2 separate regions of the Rattus norvegicus genome follow, and region 1 is linked to region 2. Evidence: chromatin contacts called from public Hi-C data. All regions are on one chromosome and are shown on one strand. Each heading gives the region's core, a stretch centred on a gene start, on an enhancer-like site or on the middle of the called end of the contact. The rest is flanking DNA. Distances are from core to core; before and after follow the strand shown. Region 1 overlaps Ctif (cap binding complex dependent translation initiation factor). Region 2 has its middle 67 kb from the start of Smad7.

Evidence for each region. A called contact is a pair of places that touch in the nucleus more often than the background predicts.
Region 1: a contact with region 2 is called in a Hi-C map of mammary epithelial cells, with 2.6 times the contacts expected there. The contact joins two enhancer-like sites. A contact is called at or near these places in 2 of 12 Hi-C or Micro-C datasets (liver and mammary epithelial cells).

Annotation. Positions count from the first base shown.
Region 1 is chr18:71,388,967-71,392,944 of GRCr8, forward strand. The region is part of intron 10 of Ctif (cap binding complex dependent translation initiation factor); the gene reads right to left. Among named protein-coding and RNA genes, the nearest start is that of Smad7, 130 kb to the left of the region's middle. Within about 2 kb of position 2,400, at least 26 of the 93 cell types and tissues checked have an H3K27ac peak or open chromatin away from gene starts, as enhancers often do.
Region 2 is chr18:71,194,502-71,198,950 of GRCr8, forward strand. No RefSeq gene overlaps it. Among named protein-coding and RNA genes, the nearest start is that of Smad7, 67 kb to the right of the region's middle. Within about 2 kb of position 2,215, at least 15 of the 93 cell types and tissues checked have an H3K27ac peak or open chromatin away from gene starts, as enhancers often do.

The sequences.
Region 1 (3,978 bases), core at 1,150-3,649, 190 kb after region 2:
CTTCCTAGGTAAGCGCTCTACCACTGAGCTAAATCCCCAGCCCCAAGAAAACTTCTTAAGGAAACAGTAGCTGCTGGGATGGGAAATTTATTCTGTGTTTCTTCAGATTCCCACTTTGAGAGGACATGGATGAGAGAGGTCCCAATTGGGTACCCATCTGGAGATCCAAGAAAGCAGGAGGGGGCTCAGAGATCAGAAAGGGGGTGCTGTCCTCATTAAGAGATGCTTCAGATCAGGAAACATAATCTTGGGACACTAACTCTTGGGCAAATTATTCCCTTCATTTGGCCTTAGTTTGGTTATCCACTAGGATGAATCCTACTGGGCCCATAATTTGTTGTAAAGATTGAAGGGGCCACAGATACCCAATCATATTGGGAGAAGACAGAATCAACACTCAGTGAAGCTGGGCGTTCATGTTGATGGTCAGAGATCACACCTTGTTTTCTAGCTTACTAAGTCCCAGCTTGGCGTGGTCTTTCATGACGTCATTGCTAACAAGACAGTGAACCGTCATGCAGTCATGTGACCCAGTGCTGCTTACTGGTATCATTTATCCTCTCAAGTCCCTGCTTTTCCAACCAGAGTGCCTCCTGCCAGGACACATGCTGAGAGGTGAGAGAGGCTCCATCTGCTTCGAGGCTGTGCAGCTTCTCCTCACAGTGGTAACTCTTGGCACTTAAGGCCAGGTTCAGTTTTCTGAGGGGAGCCACCCAGTGCTTTGGAGGCCTCTATCAATTTGGTGCCAGTCGGAGCCCTATTCTCGTCCCCTCTGGCACTGTGCCTGCTGGAGACACAGCGACCCCAGATGAAAACCACCACCTAGAGACAGACAGCCTTGCAACAGACAATGTCCCCTTTAAGACTCCTGTTGAAATCCGACTGCAAACACAATTCCATGTTGCGAGTAGGGCTTCTGAGTGTTGGTCATTACGGGACTACTGCCTTCTACACAGAAGTGATATGATGGTTTGAAGAAAAGTGGCCCCCACAGGCCCATAGGGAGTGGAATTATTAGGAGGTGTGGGGCCTTGTTGGAATAGGTGCGATCTTGTTGGTAGGAAGTGTGTCACAGGGGGTGGGCCTTAATGTCTCAGAAGCTCAAGCCAGGCCTAGTGGTTCAGTGTCTCTTCCTGCTGCCTGCCAATCCAGGTGTAGAACTCTCAGCTCCTTCTCCAGCTCCATGTCTGTCTGTACGCTGCCCTGCTTCCTGCCATGACGATAATGGGCTAAGCCTCTGAACTGTTAAGCCAGCCCTAATTAAATGTTTTTCTTTAGAAGAGTTGCCATGGTCATGGTGTCTCTTCACAGCAACAGAACGAGACAGGCAGTCAGGCGTTGTGAGAGCTGCCTATTACGGGGAGTCCACCCCAGACTTTCTTTCCTCATGAGCTCACTTAAGCCTTCTGTCCTCTAACAAGGTAGCACGAAGCCCTCGCTAGATGCCACTGCCTCCTCCTGGCCTCCCAGCTTCAGAATTGTGAGCTTAAATAAAGATCTCCGTAAATTTGTTCGCTTCATCTTGTTATAGCAGCAGAAAGCAGTCAAGAATATACACTCCCACACCCCCTGTGAGGCCCCATCTTGGAGCACGGTAAGACTCTGAAGTACTTGAGAAATGTTAGGTATCACACCATATATATATATATATATATGTGTGTGTGTGTGTGTGTGTGTGTGTGTGTGTGTGTGTGTGTGTGTGTGTGTGTATGTATTTGTATATATATAATGAGGAAACTTTAACTAAGGTAAGGTCTTCCGGGCTGGAGAGACGGCTCAGCGGTTAAGAACACTGACTGCTCTTCCAGAGGACCTGAGTTCAAATCCCAGCAACCACATGTTGGCTCACAACCATCTGTAATGGGATCTGATGCCCTCTTCTGGTCTGTCTGAAGACAGCGACAGTGTACTCACATATAATAAATAAATAAATCTTAAAAAAAAAAAAAGAAGGTAAGGTCTTCCACAGTGACACGCTGAAACTGCCCTTAGAAACATGGGGGGGGGAGCTGCATGTAGCATGTACTGGCGTGACCAGTAACTGCACTGTCAGACCCAACACCCCAGGATTGGGTGGAGACAGGTGACCTGCCCTGCAGGTGACTTAGAAGCTGAGACCATTTTCCCTCTTACATGGGTGGCAGACACGGAATCGTGGCTTTCTGAAAGCCTGGGCTTGGGATCCGACCGTTTGGGTTTAGGTTGTGATGTCAGCACTATGAACACATCAGCTGTCACCATCCCAACTGTATTTTTAAATGCGAACAGCCTAGCATGCTTAGCACCACTCTTTTGGGGCTGCTTTGGACAACAGACAATTCAATTGCCTTTACCAGATGATGCTGACAAATACCTCCCACACCAGTGTCCTCGGATAAAAATAACCGCAACTCCCTCATAGGGCTGCAGAAGAGGGGGACAGGAAGCTGAAGGGATGGGTAGTGTCTGGCACCTCCTGGCCCTGCATGCCCCTGGGGGTGCTGGCTCGGCTGCCGGTAGAGGAAGTGCTGTTCTTTCACATCACGCCATGTTGTGACTGTGGGCAGAGTCTGCGTGTAGTTGGCCCTGCCCAACACAGGGCTGACTTCCTCGGTAAGCACTCAAGGACAGTTCAGAGAGCTGGGTGAGCCTGGGGGCCCCTCTGCACAGCAGTTCATTAGATGTACCACAACACTTCTCACACGGACTCTAAACATCCAATTTCTATCTTATAGGGAGAGAAGATAGCTTCAGGTTCACAAGGGCGGTCTCACTGGGGTGATGCTTTAATGGGGCCACCTCTTGGGGCATCTCTCACCTGGGAATAAATGCCATAGCACCTGAGGCTGTCAGCCCTGCACTGCTAGAAGAAAGGCTCTCTCCATGAAGTTACCAGTCAAACTACAGGATACACATCCACGACAGGTCATGCTGACCCAGCTCAGCAGATCAGAAACTTGCCTCTCTGTGAGAGAAGCAGGACTCTAGACAGTGAGTTCTGAAGGCAGGAATCCAGAGGCTTTTAACTCCCCTTGGGTAATTCCCCAGGGAATCTCGGTGGCTTTGGGGGCACTTTGATAAGGACACAGTCATTTTCCTCAGGCTGAGCACATCTGACGCAGGCTGTCATGCAGGACCCTATGCCACACTTCTCAGTAAGGTCAAGGCACTAACTCCCATGTCCCCTTATGTCCACAACCTTGGGGTACTAACACATATTCCAGAAACTAAGCATATAAACAGGTGACTGTTCAGAGTTTTCCCCAGGGATGGCTTGGGTGGCTATGAGGTGCACATGTTGGAGTGTCTGGGGCATAGGTGCTAGGTGCCATCGGATGGTCAGGTGGCTCCCAGCCAGCTTCCTCTTCCACACACTCCTGCTGATCTAAAATCATACAACATGGTGAAATATTTCGCCACTTTTGACACTAGGCTGTCATGGGTTGTTTTCCTAACAATTTATAGTACCAATGACTTAAGAGCATGGGTCCCATGATACCTGGCTGAGGGCCGCAGATACTGATGGCTTGACCTTTCCAAGATGGGGCTACAGCTCATGTTTGGGGGGTGGACGTCCATTTCCCTCAAACATTCAACTCTTACACAAAAAGATAGGGTTTCTCTTAAGAGTCTGAAATCCTGCCCCACATGGAATTCTTCATTGTCAAGAATGACGGTACCTGGACTCAAGTGCAGAACCTGATTTTGGGGATCCAGAAGACAGCAGTTTTGTTATACTTTCCAAGTCAGCCCATGCCTCACAATATCACAAGTTATCAAGACCTCTGGAAGCTTGGAGAAGTCCGGTTGGGTAGAAGGTAAGACAACCAACAGAGTAGAGGGGACTCTGAGGGGGCCTTGGCACCAGAGAATGTTAGCCATGTGTCCTAATGAGCTTCCCATGAAGAACCATGTCATGGTCTCTTCTGGAAAAATGAACTTTACCACTGGGGACCAAACTAGTAGGCCAGAATGGGTTTCCAGACCACGGCTCAGTCT
Region 2 (4,449 bases), core at 965-3,464:
GTGCTCATTACCCTGACCTGGAGCCTCAGGAGCTTCCACATAGACCCGGGACCTCCTGGAGCTTCCTCATAGACCTCCTGACCTCCTCTCTGCCTTTCTCACTCCTACAGTTGACAGACAGACATGAAGCCCAGTTGCCCAGGTTGTGGGGCTGAGTACCTTGTGGGGGGAGAGGGGGATGGAAACTGAGGTGAGCTTCCCCGAGCTCCAGATCCCAACCTAAACCATCGGTGCCCCTCAGATTCAGTCTTACAAACACATGCACATGGGCATATACATGTCCATAAACACACAGGCGTGCATGCATCAATACATGCACACATATGTGCAAATATGCTCTCTCGTGCACACACACATACGCTTAGCCACATATGTACACCTCTACCTGGGAACCCAGGGAAGACATTTATTAAGCATGTACTGCACGATAAAGCCAACTGCGATGACACTGCATGGGGTATTAGGGGCTTCAGAAGGGAGGTCCTTCCTGGGAGGTTACCTCCTGAGGAAGGACTGGACAGGACAGGCTATAGAGAGAAAAGGCACAGCTAGAGGCAAAAAGGCTCTGCCAGGGAAATGGGTGGCTGCCACACGAGTGAGCGGGCCAGGTATGTCTGGCAAGCTATGGGCCTGGAGCCCAGTGTCCTGAGGGGCAGCTCCACAACTCACACTCTGCTGCCTCCTGTACCCCACGTGTTGGCAGCTCAGGGAGCAAGAGGAACAGATAGACAGTCCCTTCTTGTGCCCATGCTCCCAATCCAAGCTGGTGACAGGAACACGGCATAGACACACACAGCTGAAGGCCCACAAGGTGAGTCCATGGATAAAGGCAGTTGACGCTAAGCTTCATGTACTGAGTTGATACCCTGGCTCTGCATGGTAGAAGGGGAGAAGGACTCCTACAGGTTGTCCTCTGACCTCCACATACACACTGTGGCACATGTACACACATATACATATGAATGAATGAATGAATGAATGAATGAATGAATGAATGAATGAATGACTTAAACACACATTTTAAATGTTTAAAAGGATTAGGATAGAGCATGGAGCTAGTGGAGAGTACCTGCCCCCCGTACTTCTGTCTCCAGTGCCTCGGTAAATAAAGACCTAATTATTAGAACTTATAAACTAGGGCAGTGCACTCACAGAGTGAACTACAAACGCAGTGTGGGCTGGAGAGAGTTAGAACACTTACCTCAGAAGTGTAAGGACTTGAGTTTTAAGATCCTAGAACCTACACGGATACTGGGTGGGCGTGACAGACCCTCACCCGCCTGTAATTCCAGCCTTGGAAAATAGAGACTGGGGATCCCAGAGCAAGCCGGCTACAGACTAGCCATGTTGGTGAGCTCTGGGCTCGACTGAGACATCCTGCTTCAGGTCAGCTGGGAGAGCAACGAAGGAGGGTTTCTCTGTGTAGTTCTAGCAGCCCTGGAACTCGCTCTGTAGACCAGAGTGGTCTCGAACTCACAGAGATCTACCTGCCACCACATCCAGCCCCAGAGAATGGTTCTTAATCTTGGGCTTCCGAATACACATACACATATGCACAAGGACATACACACATGTACCCACAGACACATAAACATGCCTACACGCAGAGATGGAGAAAAAAAATCAATGTAATGTTTGCATAGTGCAAATGTGTAGCACACAAAATGAAGAAAACAGTTCCAGGTACAATAATATGAAAAGGCTACGATACTTACAATAAAGTAACAGACGAAAGGCAAGATCTTATTCCCGAAAAGTCATCGAGCTCTGAAAGGAATTTTCAAGGATTAAAGTTAGTGCCAAGTTTGGCTGCGGGGAGGGCTCAGTGGTTAAAAGCACTCACTGCTCTTACAAAGGTCCTGGGTTCAGTTCCTAGCACACGTGTGGTGGCTCACAAGAGTAACTCTGGTTCCCCGGGGATACAACATCTTCCCTCCTCCACAGACACCGAGTAAACACACACAGTCAAAACTCTTGTACACGTAACAAAATTAATAGAAAGTAACTCCATGCTCATAAGCAAAAGACGTCCTGTTGTTAAAATGGCAACACAGTATCTCTGAAACTCTCGCTTCTGTGAAGCCAGAGCTCGCTTCTGTGAAGCCAGAACACAGCCCCACAGTGGTCCTGTCCTCTGTGATATCCTAATTGGCCCCAGCAATTGCCCCAGCACCTGCCTCCACTGCTTCTGTCACCATAGCAACCCCCACATGGGCTCCTGCCAGCTTCCTCTTTCTCCTCTGATCAAGGGAACCTCAGAGAACGGTAGTGGTGAGCTGGTGGTCCTCCCTCCCTACCTCTTCTACCCCAGACCAAGTCCCCACAGGCTTCCTACAGAGGCTGGATTAGCAGATGGAAGGCCTTCCTCTAGGCCAGTAAGTTGCAAAACAAAACAAACAAAAAAACGAAGCAAAACAAAACAAAACAAAAAAAAAAAAAAAAAAAAACCCAGATTCCGAAGTCAGGCAGCCCTGGTTTGGATCCTAACGCTGGTCAACTTTTGATATTGCTTAACTTCTCTGAGCCTGTTTTCCACAGATGTAAAGTGACAACCGATTGCCTTACTGAGTAATGAAAACGAATATGAAATACCTCCTACTGGTCCAGCAGACACCACAAGGGCTCTCTACCAAAGTTCTGTAGTCACTCTCCTGGCCTCTTTACCCCAACAGTGCTCCTGGGTCAGAGGAGTGCACAGACGGTGCCAGGCCTGAAGAAGGGCTGGAATGGAAGGGAGAGTTGCACAATGGCCTAGCCTCCCACACAGCCCGCAGCCTTCCTTGATGGCTGGTTTAGGACAACCACAATCTTCTGGGAGTGTGGAGATACGACAATGTCAAATGGGAGGTATAGAAGGAGCTTTGACAAAGTGGCCAGACCTGAAGTAGCACAAGTAGTCCCCAGGGCACAAGGAGGACTTCTTTCTGACAACCGCCCCTGCTGGCACCCAGGACTGCGAAGTGTTCATGACTCAGGGCCGGCTGGCCGTGGGCTGGGAAGAACTTCCAACCACGGCTTATGCGGTCACTGTCTGTAACTGCAGCTTTACAGAGACCAACGCACAGAGAAGCTGACACTGAGTGGTCCAGGCAGAGCACCACCCTGCCAGCGGAACCACCGAGCCCCAGGGAAGTGTGTGAGCCCTTGGCCCTGACAAGAGCCACTGAGCTAACTTTAACCCGGGAAGTGAGGCAATGGGGTTCTGGCCCTGATCTGTGCATAAAGGCACACAACAAACACCACAGCTTCTGGGCTCAGGGGGCTTCTGAGACAATACCCAAAACTCCCAACCCTCGTCCTGTCCCAAGTGTAGCCAAAGTGACTCTGGGATCTGCAATGTCCGTAGGTCCTTGCTGTCTGTACCTGTCCCACATGCTCCCTGACATCAGTCTCTGTGGACACGACTGACCTCACATACCTAGGGAAAAGGCTGGTGAGAGTGGAGCCTTGTTGATGCCTAGAGCTAGGTCTCCATCTGTGTCACTCACCTGTCCCTTAGCCTCTCCGAGTCTCCACCGCCCATCTGTAATGGAGGCCTGGACCCTACTCCTGCCTGATGGGCCACAGGAACAGCGTACAGAGTCCAGTAGCAACCACCCACAAGGGGCCTGGATTTTTGTTTTTAAAAAAGATTATATTTTGTATGAACATTTTGTCTGTCTGTGTGTTTGTGCACCACGTGTGCGTCTGGTGCCTGCTGAGGTCAGAAGAGGGCACTGGCTCCCCTGGGGTTGGAGTTAACACACAATTGTGAGCCACTGTGTGGGTAAGACCAAGTGATTACTCTGCCAACTCTCCAACCCTATGTTTGCTTTTTAAACCAGAGCCTTTCTGTGGTGTTCAGGCTGGCCAGAAACTCGCTAGACCAGGCTAACAGAAATCTGCCTCTCTTTTCTGGGATTAGAGGCGTGGGCTGCCGTGTCTATGTGGCCTAGGTTTTTGAGAACCCAGACTGAAGGAAGAAAAAAAAAATACTGACAGAACAAAGCTGGGACGAGCCACCCTGAAGGGTTAGGGCCTCCGGAGCTGAGCCCTGTGTGAGGGGAGACCAGGTGTGTCAGGTGCTGCACACAGCAGTGGCCTTAAGTCAGAGTGGGAGGGTGTGGACCTTGCGTATTATTTACTAAATATTAGCCACAGGCCAGAGGCTGGCCTCCTCGGGGTAATCACGACTGCAGCTGGAGGCCTTTAGCAACCTGAGGCCAGGGCAGCAGCTGGAAGGGGAGGCCTTCTTCCCACCTGTGCCTTCAGCCCTGACATGGTCAGGCCATGGCTCACAGCAGGAAGGTTGAGCCTTACAGGGAGCGGAGGGGGCGGGCAGGGTGGGGAAGCAGGGCAAGGACACTGGTCAAGGCATGGTGGGGCACCATCAAGGCAAACAGAGCTCTCTGAGCTAAAAGGCAAAGAGGGAGATCCGAGGAGGAGAGACTTCCATATTTCTCCGGGGTT